2 separate regions of the Mus musculus genome follow, and region 2 is linked to region 1. A link is a contact called in public HiChIP or PLAC-seq data. All regions are on one chromosome and are shown on one strand. Each heading gives the region's core, a stretch centred on a gene start, on an enhancer-like site or on the middle of the called end of the contact. The rest is flanking DNA. Distances are from core to core; before and after follow the strand shown. Region 1 has its middle 4.7 kb from the start of Gm41177. Region 2 holds the start of Zfp395 (zinc finger protein 395).

The links. HiChIP or PLAC-seq counts read pairs in DNA pulled down with a chosen protein or histone mark.
Region 2: a contact with region 1 is called in an H3K27ac HiChIP or PLAC-seq map of stem cell-derived neural progenitor cells, with 7 times the contacts expected there. The contact joins the promoter of Zfp395 here to the enhancer-like site in region 1. A contact is called at or near these places in 4 of 39 promoter capture datasets (the 3T3-L1 cell line, 3T3-L1-derived adipocytes, hematopoietic stem and progenitor cells and 1 more), 1 of 484 Hi-C or Micro-C datasets (embryonic stem cells), 9 of 115 datasets of contacts at active chromatin or transcription factors (the 230-238 cell line, astrocytes, embryonic forebrain and 6 more) and 2 of 9 other capture datasets (adipose tissue and liver).

What each region holds. Positions count from the first base shown.
Region 1 is chr14:65,164,082-65,171,182 of GRCm38.p6, reverse strand. No RefSeq gene overlaps it. Among named protein-coding and RNA genes, the nearest start is that of Gm41177, 4.7 kb to the left of the region's middle. Within about 2 kb of position 4,337, at least 18 of the 459 cell types and tissues checked have an H3K27ac peak or open chromatin away from gene starts, as enhancers often do. A contact at or near this core is called in stem cell-derived neural progenitor cells, where this site is marked.
Region 2 is chr14:65,355,612-65,362,712 of GRCm38.p6, reverse strand. Zfp395 (zinc finger protein 395) reads right to left here and starts at 4,037. Exons shown (of 10, transcript NM_199029.2): 1 at 3,958-4,037.

The DNA.
Region 1 (7,101 bases), core at 3,088-5,587:
CTGTCTCCAAAAACAAAACAGCAACAATACAACAACAACAATAATAATAAATAAAAACGTCCATTTCCATCTATTGAGTCTCTTCGTTGTACAAAGAAAACCAAGGGCTTTGCTAGCCTAGGCCAGGGGAGTACGCCGGGTGGACTGCCAAGAGAGCAGGCATCTATCTATACATACAGTTCTAGCCAATAAGTATGTGTGATGAGAGAGGGGACAGGCTAGAGCAATGGAAAGGCACGGAGAGACTTTCCCTGTCTTCTGCCTGTCTTCTGTTTAGCTCAGGATTGCGCTTAGATGAACCTTGGTGGTGGGGGGCGGTTTGGAGACTGCTGTGCCCCTTCTCTGCTGCTTGCTGTCTGCCTTTGTGGTTCTTTCAGTTGTCTCTCCACCTCAAGCCTCATTGTCTCCTCCCACTTGCTTTGTTGTGCTGTTTGGATTGGTGGCGCAGAGCCCACCAATATAGAAACACATCTATTGTGTGGGTGAAGACCCACCGCTTCTCAGATCCCTGTGGGGGCTGTGATGTGGAATAGGTGGCGGGCCATTGCTCTTGACTTTGCCCGCCTTTGGTTGGGTTCTGAGCCTGCTACAGCGCTCTCCTTCTCTCCCTTTCTGTTCTTCCACACCTTTGCTTCTCAAAACTCCCGTCTTTGGCTTTCTGCCCCATGCTCTACCCACTCTTCTCTGTGGCCAATTAGTCACAATGTGAAACCGAATATTAATAACCGTTACATGTTGATGCGGATTCAGTAAATAACACTTCTAATTTTCAAGGCGGGTTAGTTGGATTCGTGATATGAGGAAATTTGCGCGCGCGCGCGCACACACACACACAAATACTCATAGCTAAACGATGAGACTGTTATTGCATTGTGTGCTATCCCTAAAGAATTCTCGTGATGGGGAGCCATACTTCTTGTCTCTGACAAATGTACTTGTTCCCTCTCCTGCCGTAAGTGGTAATGGCCCAAAGGCTGGTCTAGTTAAGCATCTGGAGCATCAGCGCCCCCTTGTGTCACATCTTTATATTGCATGCTGGTCGGATGCGGGAGAAAGGCAAGGATTGGGAGTCCAGGGAACAGATTCAGCAGGTTGCTGGGCCTTGTAGGTCAAAAGAAAATAGAACTAGAGAAACACCTGTCTTGAGTCTCAGAGAAACATTCCTTCATTCCTTTCACTAAAACAGGGTTTCCCATTTTACCTGCCTAAAATTCTCCTGGAGTGGAGGCGTTAGAGAAAAGCATGTTGGAGACTCTTGGTTCAGGTACTCTGAAGTGAGAACTGGGTTTCTAAATGTGCACGAGTCTGCTGCTGCCCGTGGCCCGAAGATCACCCTTCACCAGGCACCATGTGTTCTTAAGGTGGCTGCTTAGACAACAAGGAAGGACTCACGGGGGTCCTGTGAGCAATACGAAGCTCTTCATGATTCGCCCCAGCAACTGCACAAGCTGACCTTTGGTGCTCTGGAGCACGGATTTCAACCCCTACCTTCTCTGGTGTTTTGTGGTATTAATATTCCAGTGTGCTGAGTTACCTTTCGGTGTCAAGCCTCTTGGCATGTACTGGCATAATGCTACTATTGTGGTATTTAGAAAATCTGTTAAATTGTTCTTAGAGGGCTGGACACCACTTTAAATTTCAAATGGACAAAGGGTGCAGGGAGTCTCGTCTCACAATTCTGAGATGCTTGACAAGAGAGAGGATGAGTACTGATAAGGATGTCTTGGAGGAGGGTTGGCAGTGCTGCGACTGGCTGTGACTGTTGGACTCTCCACCATGACAACAGTGGAGAAGATGTCGGGGATGCAGCCCAGTGTAGACCACTTGCCTAGCACAGATGTCAGCAACGTCACTGTTGTGATAGAATTGCGGCTTTGTGTCCGGACAGACCACACCAGGGCAATGCAGTTCCATGTGAGAGAGGTTTATTGTGTGTGTGTGTGGGGGGGGGGGGTTGTTCACAGGTAAATGTGGGAGTTAAACCAGATGGACGCTGGGAATGTATGGTGATTGCCATGACAACAGATGTGTGGGTCCCTGTTGCCTATGGGTGACATCACCATCATTGCTGGATTCGGAAGCGACCTGCAATTCCTGATACTAACAACCACACTGCCTAGGCAAGGAAGCACAAAGAAGGTTCAAGCAAAGCCATCAGCTTTAAAGTGGATCCAGAAGATGTTCAGAGGGGATTTCCCATTTTCCCACCATCCCCACAGAATTAGAAAAGGCCTTCTCAGCACCTCGATGGTTTTAAGTGTTTATGATTTTTAATGTCAAGTGCATTAAACTTATATTTCACTGTTGAAGTTAATACATGCAGAAGTTTCCGGCGTTAATGTCGTCTTCTAAGTAGTATCTCAGATGCTCACGTGATCCTCATGAGGCTATGATTATTAGCTCTGGGATGGTCCATCTTGATAGGACTGAGAGGAACCTAGCAGATTAGCAAGCATACTTTGGAGGGTCTGTGAGGGTCTTCCCGGGAAGATTAACTTAGGAGGCGCTTGCTCTGAATGGGGGTCACACCATCAATAGGCTGAGGACCTACATGGAATAAAGGGTAACAGGGAGGAACTCCTGCAACCGTAAAGCCAATTCTCTCTCTCTCTCTCTCTCTCTCTCTCTCTCTCTCTCTCCCTCTCTCTTTCTCTCTCTCCCTCCCTCCCTCCCTCCCTCCCTCCCTCCCTCCCTCCCTCCCTCCCTCCCTCCCTCTCTCCCTCTCTCCCCTTCCTCTCCTCCCTCTCCCTCTCCCATCTCTCTCCTTCCTTAAGTACCCAATTTTTGCCGGGCACACGTTCCCTGCTGTGAAGCTCTGACCTCACAGCCGGCCCAAATACAACTGTCAAGTACATGCGGGCCAGGATAAATGCTTCCTATTGGTCCGTTGTTCTCCCGTGCGTGGGTCGCAGCAACGAAAAGTCTGACGAAGAAGGTCTCCATTTCACAGATGGGAAAATAGAGGAGAGTCGGTATGTTTTCCAAGGTTATATACTCTCACTTAGTTACTTTCTTATTAGTGTAATAAAGTACCCGCAAAGGCACCAGAAGGAAGGAAGGAAGGAAGTTAGGAAAGTAAGTTTATTTTGGCTTTCTGCTTGAGGGTATAGTTCGTCATGGCAGGAGAGTCAAGGCATTGGGAGTGTGAAGTGGCTGCTCACACCACATCCACAGTCAGGAAGCAGAGAGATGAATATGGGTGCTCAGCCCACTTTTCACTTTATATCCAGTCTAAGACTCCAATGCACAGGATGGCAGAGCCCACCTACGGGGTGCGGGTTTCTGCTTGATGAAGCCTTGCAAGCAATGACGTCATGGAAACACCTAGGAATATCATGTTCGCAGTGAAGACTAACCATCACACAGCCAGCATTATTTACTCTGTGCAATCTGGGTTCGGAATGTATTCTCTGAAACAGTGTGTGGCCCTGAACCTTCCCTAACTAAACTACCAACACTGCAGTATTACAAACAATAAAGTCTAAGGACTGTTCGTCAGCAACTCAAGGGACCTCTCAGGGAAGGAGGGGGGACGCTGTTTCCTGCATTATTTATACTTTTTCTTAAACATTCCTTTACTACCTTCCTTTTTAAAAATATTTGGCAGTTATAGGAATTTTCTTAAGTCAAATGAAACATACTTATGATCCAAATACAAAAACAAAATCCCTTCTCGGTTTCCCCAAACTTGCTCATGCTTTGTTCGCAGCAGCCCACCGCTCCCACCCAGTGACTGTGGCCGTCCTCAGACCTATTTGGATTTGTGTTTTCTGTGTCTGCTTTACTTTCCTGTGTAGCTTCTTTTAAAAGTCAGCCAAATTTACCCAAAGAGAAGCCGTGTGTGTGTGTGTGTGTGTGAGAGAGAGAGAGAGAGAGAGAGAGAGACAGACAGACAGACAGACAGACAGACAGACAGACAGAGACAGAGAGACAGAGCCTTGTTCAAGCTGGACCACCGAGCTACACTCCCAGTCCACCTTAAAAAAAACTAAACCAATGTTGCTTGTACTGTTTCCAGATCTGCCTCCAATGCTGAGCTAGGGTGTTGGCAGCTCTTCAAAAAGTTCAAATCCTTCCCTGAATTCACTCAGCAACCTCTCCTTAGTCCAATCACACGAGGTTATTAAAAGGGGAAAAGCCAGCCTCTCACTTCTATCACCCTGGGGAGATTTCACATATTGCTTCCTCTTCTCAACTGCGCTGCCAAGAACAAGGCTTTGTGGCATCAAAGGCCCCAGTGTCAATACAACTATAAAATGCAGACAGCTTGGGGATACACTCAGAGCGGCTTGAACTTAACGCTACACAACCTTTTCTCTCTAACATTTCCAGGGTGAATTGCTGAGCCTGGAAGAGTGCAGCCTCGCACGCTCTTCTGGGTTGGACAAAAGAGTTGCTGTCTTGGAGCAAAACAACTGCAATCACCCGCGAAAACCCTCAGGAGAAGGAGCCCATTAAGACTCTCATGGAGCATTGTGGTGGCTTGAATGAGAATGGGCCCCATAAGCTTATATATTTGAGGATTAGGAGGTGCGGTCTTAGAGGTGTTTTCCCCGGGGTGGGCTTTGGGATTTCAAAATCTCACACCGTTCTCTCTCTCTCTCTCTCTCTCTCTCTCTCTCTCTCTCTCTCTCTCTCTCTCTCTCTCTCTCTCTCTCCCTCTTGCTTGTTGGTCAGATGTGAGCTGGTCAGCTACTGCTCCAGCACCATGCCTGCCTGCCTGCCTACCACGCTGGTTGCCATGGTGGCCACCGACTCACCTCTGAAACCGTAAGCAAGTCCCCAGGTAACTGCTTCCTTTTATACGTTGCTTTGGTTACGGTGTCTCTTCACAGCCATAGAACAGTAACTAAGACAAGTGAGGAAAGGGGCAGAGAAGGCTCGTGAGACTCTTACAAGGCATCCATGTTTTCTGGACAACTGTGTCTCTTGTCCAGCATCACTTCTCTTGCATCTCCACATTCTCAGAAGTTTGCAGTTCTCTCTTGCAGACAGGAACCTGGCACCTGCCGGGTGGGTGAGCGGGGCTCCAGGGACTGTCCTCTAGGGAATCTTGTGATGTCTCTTTCTTCTTCTGGGTTTATAATTTCTTGTTCAGGGAGAATATTGCATGATGAATGGACATTAGCTTCTCTAGGCATGGGACTTGACAGGCAAGGTCTGGTATTGTAGAATCCATTTGTGTTCCTTTCATGGCTGGAGTGCTTTTAAACCTGAACTTAAAGTGTAAGACCATCAAAGCGATGGTCTTCATCTGTGGCTAGTATATAATTCATTCTATCTAGAACAGTATGGATAGAGATGTCTTTTAATACTAGGGAATGAGAATTAGGCATCAGTTTCTAGATCTGCTGTGACTTCTATCTCTGTCCAAGTCACAAATTCTGCAGCCAAGGTTTTCAAACCCAGTACTAGCTGAGCCCTGCCAGAAGATGCCACTTCCCCCATCCATGTTTCTTTCTTTCCTTCCTTTTTCCTTTCTTTCTTTTTCTGTCTGTCTATCTGTCTTTCTGTCTTTCTTTGAGACAGGTTCCTCAGTATAGCTCTAGCTATCTAGAACTAGCTCTGTACACCCGGCTGGCCTTGAACTCAGAGACCCACCTGCCTCTGCCTCCCAAGTTCTGGGACGAAAGGCGTGTGCTACCACCACCTAGCGCCATCTGTGCTTCTTAAGATAAAAACAACCGTGACATTTGGGGTGTATCCAAATGTTCCTGCATCAGAACAACTGCAAGTACTGTTACCAACCTACAAGATGCAGGGTTACAGAGACACCAGCTGAGAGAAGCCAGATGACCCTGCCCACACTGGGGATGAATGCCTTAGTTGCAGCCTGAGCTGTCTGGCAGAAGTTAAGTCTCCAACCCATCCTTGTGAGGGGCGTGAGGTGGATGCAGTGGGTGGCAATGGAAAGGAACTAACACCTACTGTACTCTTAATACATGTGTGGCCTTGCATCAAGGCAAGCCTGTGTGCTGGATAGGATGGGCCTCAGTTTGCAGCACCAGAAATGGAGAATTGAGTGAGTTTTATAAATTGCCCAGTGAGTTTTAAAATGTGGATTTTCTAAGTGGCCCAGCTATAGCTTGGAGCAAAGCAAAATCAAAAGGCTGACCTGGCCATGGTCAATCTCTCAGGAATGCTGCAACCTTGCTGGAAATATAATGAAGCAGAGGCCATTCCGTCCCAAGACTTCTCTTGCAAAGAGCAGGGTGAATGGCTGGGATCAGGGTCAGAAGTGGGAGCTAAAGCCCTGGCTCAGAGGTGACGGGGAAGGGCCAGACTAATGTGGGCTTTGGACTGATGGATGGAGAACCAGGTCCTTCTGGACCACTGGAAAGGCTAGGCGGTTCCTAAGCAACACAGGGTCCTCACCTCTTCTCCTTGCAGCCCTCCTTCCTCCACTCCAGGTAACGCCTGGCCTCCCTGCCAAACATTGAGCAGATAGTTAAACACCATTAGCTTGAGGGAGAGGGGACACATCAGCCTCTGAGGCTCCATCAGCATCTTCCAGAGACACATCTGCTCTCAGTGATATACCTGCCCCTAGCTGGCCAGGCCCCTTTCCCCATGCCTGTCCCTCAGGAGGTTCCCACCCTCTCTGCATGAGCTTCACACCTGCACTTCAGCCTTCCCACCCCCAAACAGTTTGCAAGTGACTGTGCCCAAATGGAAGTCGTTTCCAGATTTGATGTGACCTTGTCTTTGAGTAAATTGTTTCAGAGCTCAACATAACTGGTACTGTAAATTATTTTCCTGGGGAGAAAACAACAAACCAGCCATCCTGCAAAATCATCTGACGGTGGCTTTTTAAAAATCTTTACAGCGACAACTACATAGTTTAAAAGTTAATTTTCTGTATTATGCCATAGGATATGAGCCTATGTTGAGGTGTGTTGCAAAACAAAATGAAGCATTTCCCCAGTCTTTACCTTTTTTTAAAAAAGATTTATTTATTTTATGTATTTGAGTACAGTGAGCCTTTATGTGGTTGTTGGGCATTCAATTTTTAGAACCTCTGCTCACTCTGGTCCACCCCACTCACTCAGTTCCTGCTTGCTCCAGTTATTTATTATTATACATAAGTACACTGTAGCTGAC
Region 2 (7,101 bases), core at 2,788-5,287, 190 kb before region 1:
AGAGAAGAGAAGAGAAGAGAAGAGAAGAGAAGAGGAGAAAAGAAAGGAAAAAGAAAACCTTTGGAAGTTTGGTGTTGTCTAACCTATAAGTCACTGACAAGTGCATACGCCCTATACTACACATGTCCCCAAACCACCTTTCCAGTCCTCCTCTTTCACAAAATCTCTGTTTCCTCGCACACACAACCCTGGTATCCATGCCTCGCCCCAGCCCTCACTTACTAATTCCATGTCTTTCCCACACAGCTCTGAGGTGCCCCAAACCTCCTCCGAGACTTGGTTACTCCCAGGCCCATCAGCACACACCACTGGGCCGCCCTCCTCTGCCCACTTCATCGTGGCATTTAACACTCTGCCTTGCCCCTTCAACAGGATATATCTTATCTCTCCAAATAGACCATAAACCCCCACCTCTTTGTTGGGCTTCCAGCTACCTTCAGCCCTGGGAGGTGTAGGTCTGCACACAGGCAGCTTCATAACTAGTTCAAGAATGTGGAAAGCCTCCCAGTGCGTCTCAAACTGTGAGTGGATTATGATCCACTAGAGAGTGGTTGGATCAACTTGGTGGGAAACAGAAGCAACAGGACAGATAATAAAAAAAAAAGTCCAAGATTTCACCAAGAACAGAGGTAAGACTTCACAAACTGAAATAGAGTTTTACATACACTATTAGGTATATAAAGCCATGGTGTAAATTTCCTCTCATTGTTTTACTTTTAGAGATTATGAGTGGGTGTTGTACATGTGGGTGTATGTGCATGTGTCTGTGTATGTGTGCATGTGTGTGTGTGTGTGTGCATGTGTGTGTGTGTGTGTGTGCATGTGTGTGTATGTGTGTGTGTCTGCACTTAGAGGAGTTGGTTCTCTCCTTCCACCATGTGAATTCTGAGAATCAAAGTCAGATCATCTGTCTCAACGGCCAGCCCCGATGCCCACTGAGCCATCTTGTCCGCTCTCAACTTTCTTACCTTAGAGCACAGTCACGGTCACAACTGCATACAAGCACTGCCCTACAATGAGCCAAAGAATTCACTCGTGTCTGTTCTGTACAACTGTTACTGTCAGGAAAAAATGCCTGTGACGGCTCAGGCCTGCCAAGGCAGGAGGATTGCTGTGAATTCAAGGCTCCTGGGTTACAGAGCAAGAAGGACTGAAGAGAAAGAAGGAAAAGAAAGGGAGAAGAGGAAAGGGAAAAGAAGGGGAGGACGACAAGGGAAGAAGAGAAAAGGAGAGGAAGGTAGAAAAGAGGAAGGAACCAAAGGAAAGAACAGGAGAAAGGAGGAGAGAACATGGCCCTTACGGCCTCCAGTCCCATCCCTCAAGCTCCTCTCCCCCTCAATTCACTGATTCTGCATCTCAGAGAAGTAAGCAGCTGAAACGAAAATCCCAGCTCATGCCACAACCTTCTGTAACCTTATTCTTCAAATTCAGATGTTGCACGCTGACACTTGGGGGATTTGTTCAGCAAATCACCCTAAGTCACTCTTGCAAAAGAGAGCAGACTCCAGTGGACAGGAAAAAAAATTCAAAAGAGTGCCGGCTCCCTTCTATGCCTTCTCACCAGAATCCTGAGACAGGGTTACTGGATGGGACTGGGATAAACCAGACCCACACAAAAGGTCCTAAATTCCTGTCTTCCTTTAACTGGTCTTGCTGTTCATCCCTCTCTGCACAAACAGTGCAGGAGACTTACATCTCGGTAAAGAGTAAAGTTCAGCACGCAGCAGAGTCTAACATTCTCCTCCAGCAAAGCCCACCCCACTTCCCTCCACCCCCACCCCTGCTTACAATAAATGGCCTCATTTCCCTAGAAGCCCACTCCCCGGCATTGCTCCTCCACATCCAGGGCCAAATCCAGACAGTGTCCAGTAAAAGGTCAAAACAGAAGCCCTGCAGGTCAGACCCTCAGTCCTGCATGGATTCTCTGCTGCTCCTACAACCAAAACAACTGCGAGCTTGTTCCCTGGGTTCCCTGACGGGTCTCCATACACTCTGCTCCAGGGCATAACCTATCAGAGCCACAGTTACTAACACCAACATACCTACTTCCAGATAAAACAAAAGAGACCTCTCTAGGGCCCAAGTGGCAATCATCTTCTCTGCAAAACACACATTTTAGAGTCCGGTTAACAACTACAGCAGCTCCAGGCCCTGGTGTGTGATCAGCTTCCTCCAGGAATTAATTCCTATTCATTTCTTCCCTTCACCCACCCCGTCAACAGATTACTTCAACAGCAGTGTCTTCCAGTAAAACCAAGTCCAAACCCACAGCACTCCAAAAGTGCAACAGGCTACTTCACTGGTCTGTCTCCTAACATCAGATTCAAAACTCTTTACCAATATCCTTGTTACCTCATCCCCTGGTCTACTGTCTTCCCAGTCCACCCTGGATAAAAGTCCAATTCTCAGTCTGACTTTCTAGGACTTTCACAATCTCAGCCACTATTCCTCTCTCTATCTCTTACTGTTCAGGAAACATTCCAGGAGGGCCAAGGCCATCTCCTGGACTCTAGAGAAACCCATATTCATCTCCACTTTGTATCCCATTTTCATAAATCCCATCTTTCAAGGACACATAGCCCAGGCCTGGTAATTCCAGTCCATAGCTCCCTCCCTCCCTGTGACCTCCAACAGCACCCAGTTCTGCACCTGGCATTGTGACAACTAACTGTGCCCCATCTGGAGTCATATTTCACATGCTCAAGTCTTTCTATGTCCTCCAAGAGATTACAAGCCCCGACGGGTGTTATCTATGAGTCTTCTATTGCCTTTCTCACCAAGACAAGCAAGCCCTTGGACATCCTTTTGTAAACTTGTCACCTGTGAACTCCTCCTTCTGACTGAGTCTTGCCAGGGAATTATCCACAGGTGGAAATTATTTCAAACTGAGTTCCGTATTCCCTTCCCCACCTTTATCTCCCATGCCTCCTGTGCCTGAGCCTGCACAGTAACTTTGCAGCCCTTGCACGTTCATTTGCATTTGAGCTCTCAAATCATTTCTCTCTCATAGCTTTCAGAGACATCATCCAGAAAGCTTGGCAGTGGGAAGAGGGCAGAGTGGCTTCTCAGAGGTACCTGTGGGCTAACCAATTTCCTTGTGTTTCACCCTTCCAAAGCAAGAACCTCTATTTACACAACCCCCCTTAGAAGGATGTCCTCAGGCTACAATACCTGTTGATTGCTCAGTTTGAAACAAACTGCTCCACTTTACACCATTCTGTTAAGGGATCTTGCAGAAAGCAGTGAAGAACTATAGATAGCCCCTGTGCCATGGCCTGGCATCATGGGAACCCATGCCTGGTGGAAGTCCTCCAGAACCACAGGAAAGGGAGGGATGGAAAACAGGGCTCCTGCAAGATTGCTGGCAGGTGGGTCTCTTTAGATCTCCAAGAGGGCCCTAAAGTGAAGGTGCAGAGCCTTAACTCCCAGGCAGGAAGCCTTGGAATTGTTTGCCCATGACAAACTCCCTTTGCAGGCCCCCATGGGCCACTCCAGAGGCCCACAGTGCCACGGCCCGGGAGGGACCCGGGGTGAGCCCGGAAGGCTTAGAGCCAAGGGGGCGGCGAAAGGGGCCGCAAGAAGGGGGTTGAGAGAGGGTGTGTCGCGAGGCCAGTCCCGCAGCACGGCACTCTCTGGTTATGGAGAGGGCAGGGGCGCGCATAGCGCAGGGCTGACGGCTCAGCCGGAAAGGGAGCAGGTTAACAGGTCAGTGTGGCCCCGCGAGGCCACTCCCGGCCACCACTCAAAGTTGGGAGGGAGATCGGGCCGTAGGACCCGCGACATAAACAAGGCGACGCGTGAGAGGGAGAGCGGCCACCCCCACCCAGTCACCCCGCCAGCGCCGCAGCAGCCCCGGTCCTGCCCGGGCCGCGCGAGCCTCCCGGGTCTCCCACCCACCCCTGGCTGTCGGCCCCAAACCCGGGCTGCAACCCATGCGAGGTCCCGCGCGCAGCTCACCTCGGCCGGCCACTGACCCAGACAGCTCGGCTCCCTGCAGCGGCCGCGGCCCTGCCCGCCACCGGCGCGGCCCCTGCACTGCGCCGCCTCCCGCGCCGCCGCCTTCGCGCCCACCTGGCCGGCCTGCCCTCCCTCTCCGGGACACTGCGCTCACGTACGCGGCCGCGGCCACAACCCGGCCCGGATTCCCCCGCCCGGGAAGGGAGCGCGCCGAGCCGCTCGCAGCCAGTCCGCCCGCGAGCCAGCCAGACGCAGGGACACACCCCCGGCCACGCGCGCGCACGACTCGCGCGCCCCCAGCCCCAGCCCCGGACGTGCGCGCGCGCGCTCCACACACCCTGCTTGGCGGTACACAGTGGGCGCTCAATAAGTGCTGGAGCGACTCCTCTCACACATGCGCACTTGAACCTGACCGAGTTGTGACCCACTTCCCCAGCCCCCACCCCGAAATCCGAGCGTTCAGCACCACCCGGAACCGAACTAGCGTATCTGCTACCCCCGCGCCTCCTTTTTTTTTTTTTTGACTCCCCCCCCGACCCCCCCCCCAACTGAACTGCAAACCCAACCAAAGTTTCTGGCTGTTGTTTTTCCAGCGCGCCCCAGGGCGGGAAAGGAAGCCAGAAGCTCTAGGCGCCAGGGACAGGAGCTTGGCGAGGGCGACAGGGACCCGAGGCCGGGTAGCGGGAGGCGGCGCGCGAGGGCGGAAGCGCTTGAAAACCCAACCTTTCCATTTCGCTTTGGACCAAGAGTGTTCTTCTCCAGTTTTATGACTTTTATTCGTTTGTAGTTGTAGCGCGAGGCGATGTTTACTGTTTCTGGAATTAAATAGGAGAAAGTTAACTATTAGCCTTCAGCCCTTGTGTAAACAATACCGGTTGCTTTTTGGCACCGTTAGGCTCTGGCTTTTGGATAATTTGTAACAGGGAGAATCGAAGCGGTTCCATTGTGTAGTTCTGTGTTTTTTCTAGATAAGGCCAAGGACAGTGGAGAGGGGTGTGTGCGAATGTCTAAGTGTGTGTGAGTGTGTGTGTGTGTGTGTGTTTACAATCAAATTTAATGAGTAAAAGAGTAATAGCCCCTCCCTTCTCAAAAAAAAAGTTTTAAAATACTTCGAAGTTGCAGTTCACCTCCAATTTTGGACTTCCTGTGTTTCTAGGAGGCCGTGGAGTGTTAGTAGAGCTTGGGAATCACATCCCATTTTAAGAGCTGAGTTAGCATTGGCATCTTTAGCAGGTTCAGCCCTAAACACATCAGCTTCTTGATCTATAAAACAAAGCAGTGTAACTAGAGATAGTGCCTAGCTCACGGCAAATGAAAAACAATATGTCCTGGGAACTGGCAAGAGGGCTCGTGGGTAACACTGCTTGTGACCAAGTCTGATGTCACAAGTTAGAGCCCCAACATGCACAACATAGCGGAGGGAATCAACTCCAGCCCTGTACATACACAATAAATACATTTTAAAAAAATAGTATGTCCTTTTTTCTGCCCTCAACTATTTGTTGAAATAAAATTATCCAACTGGAATCAAAATTCCTACAGGAGATGATTCTCAACTAGGGGTGATTTTTTTTATCCCTAATAATATTAATTTGTCCTTAAAATATCTAGATATATTTTTACTGGTGTTGGGAGGGTGATTTCTCACTGTCATTTAAGCTGCTGAAGGCTAAGTATTCCACCAATATCCTGCTGTGCACAAGACAGCCCCACATGGATGAATTAACTAGTTTCAAATGCCTGCCTTACCTGCTCTAGGATCAGCCTGCCCAGGGTGTAGTTCACCCAAGACTGCTTCTCCCTTTTAATTCTCAACCTCAGGAAAAAGTTCTGTTTCCAGATAAGAATAAAGTGTTATAGGGCATCACATCGGTGACTTTATTTAATACACAAAGCCTTCCCTTAACATGAAGATATGGATTGGAAATGTACACTTTATGATTAAAGGGACATATGCAGTCCATGCATGGCTTTCTGTTCTTGTTCCAGTTGTCCCCAAATGCTTCTGTATAGTCAGTCCCTCCTCTCAAGTCTTTCTTGATCACCCTGAAGTTTGCAATACAGTCTCTGCCCCAAGGAACGCTTGGCCTCCTCACAAGCAGACTGCTGCTCACTCAGAATTGAGCAATACAGAAAACAAAGCACGTAATTGATCATTGTAGCCCAGGGACTAGGGTGTCTGAGACAAGTGAGTCTTCATAGTAAAATCCGGGGCTCCAGAAGTGCTTGTTGAGCTAAATGAAAGTTGTATACACAGAGTAGGTCTCCAGCTGGAGTGTGAGCAACATGGCAAGATTTAAACGGCTAGGCTCTGTAAAGGGATGAGGGTCTGGCTTCGGTTTTTGTTTAACTGTGTTTTCCGAGACAGGATCTTTAGCATTGTAAGTAAGCCTACACTAAGCTTTTTAGATAGACAAGGGTTCTACCACTTCCCAAGAACAGGGGTCACAGGCAGGCACCGACATCCATTTATGTTTCATTGGGAACCAAACCCAGGGCTTCATTCGTGCATACTGGGCAATCATACTGCCAACTGAGCAACATCTCCAGCCCAATTTTTTTCTTTTTATAATTTTTATTTATTTGCTTTTTTTTTTTTTAAGGCAGGGCCTCTCTGTATAGCCCCAACTGGCCTTGAACTCACAGAAATCCACCTGCCTCTGCATCGTGAGTGCTAGGATTACATTTATGTACCACCATTACTGATATTTATTTACTTACTAATTTATTTTTGCAGTACTGGAGATTAAACCCAGGGCTTTGAGCCTGCTGGACAAGGTTTCTACCACTGACCTAAATCCCCAGCCTGAATTCATTTTTTCTTTATTTTTTATTTTTATATTTATTTACTCATTTATTTGTTTTTCAAGACAGTTTCTCTGTGTAGCCCTGGCTGTCCTGGAACTCACTCTGTAGACCAGGCTGGCCTCGAACTCAGAGACTGACCTGCCTCTGCCTCCCAAGTGCTGGAATTAAAGGTGTGCACCACCATCACCTTTTTTATTTTTCTTAAACTATCTCATTTAAACTTTTTTTAAAAAATATTTGTTTATTTATTTTATGTATATGAGTGTTCTATCTGCCTATATACCTGCATGTCAGAAGAAGGCACCAGACCCCCATTATAGATGGTTGTGAGCCACC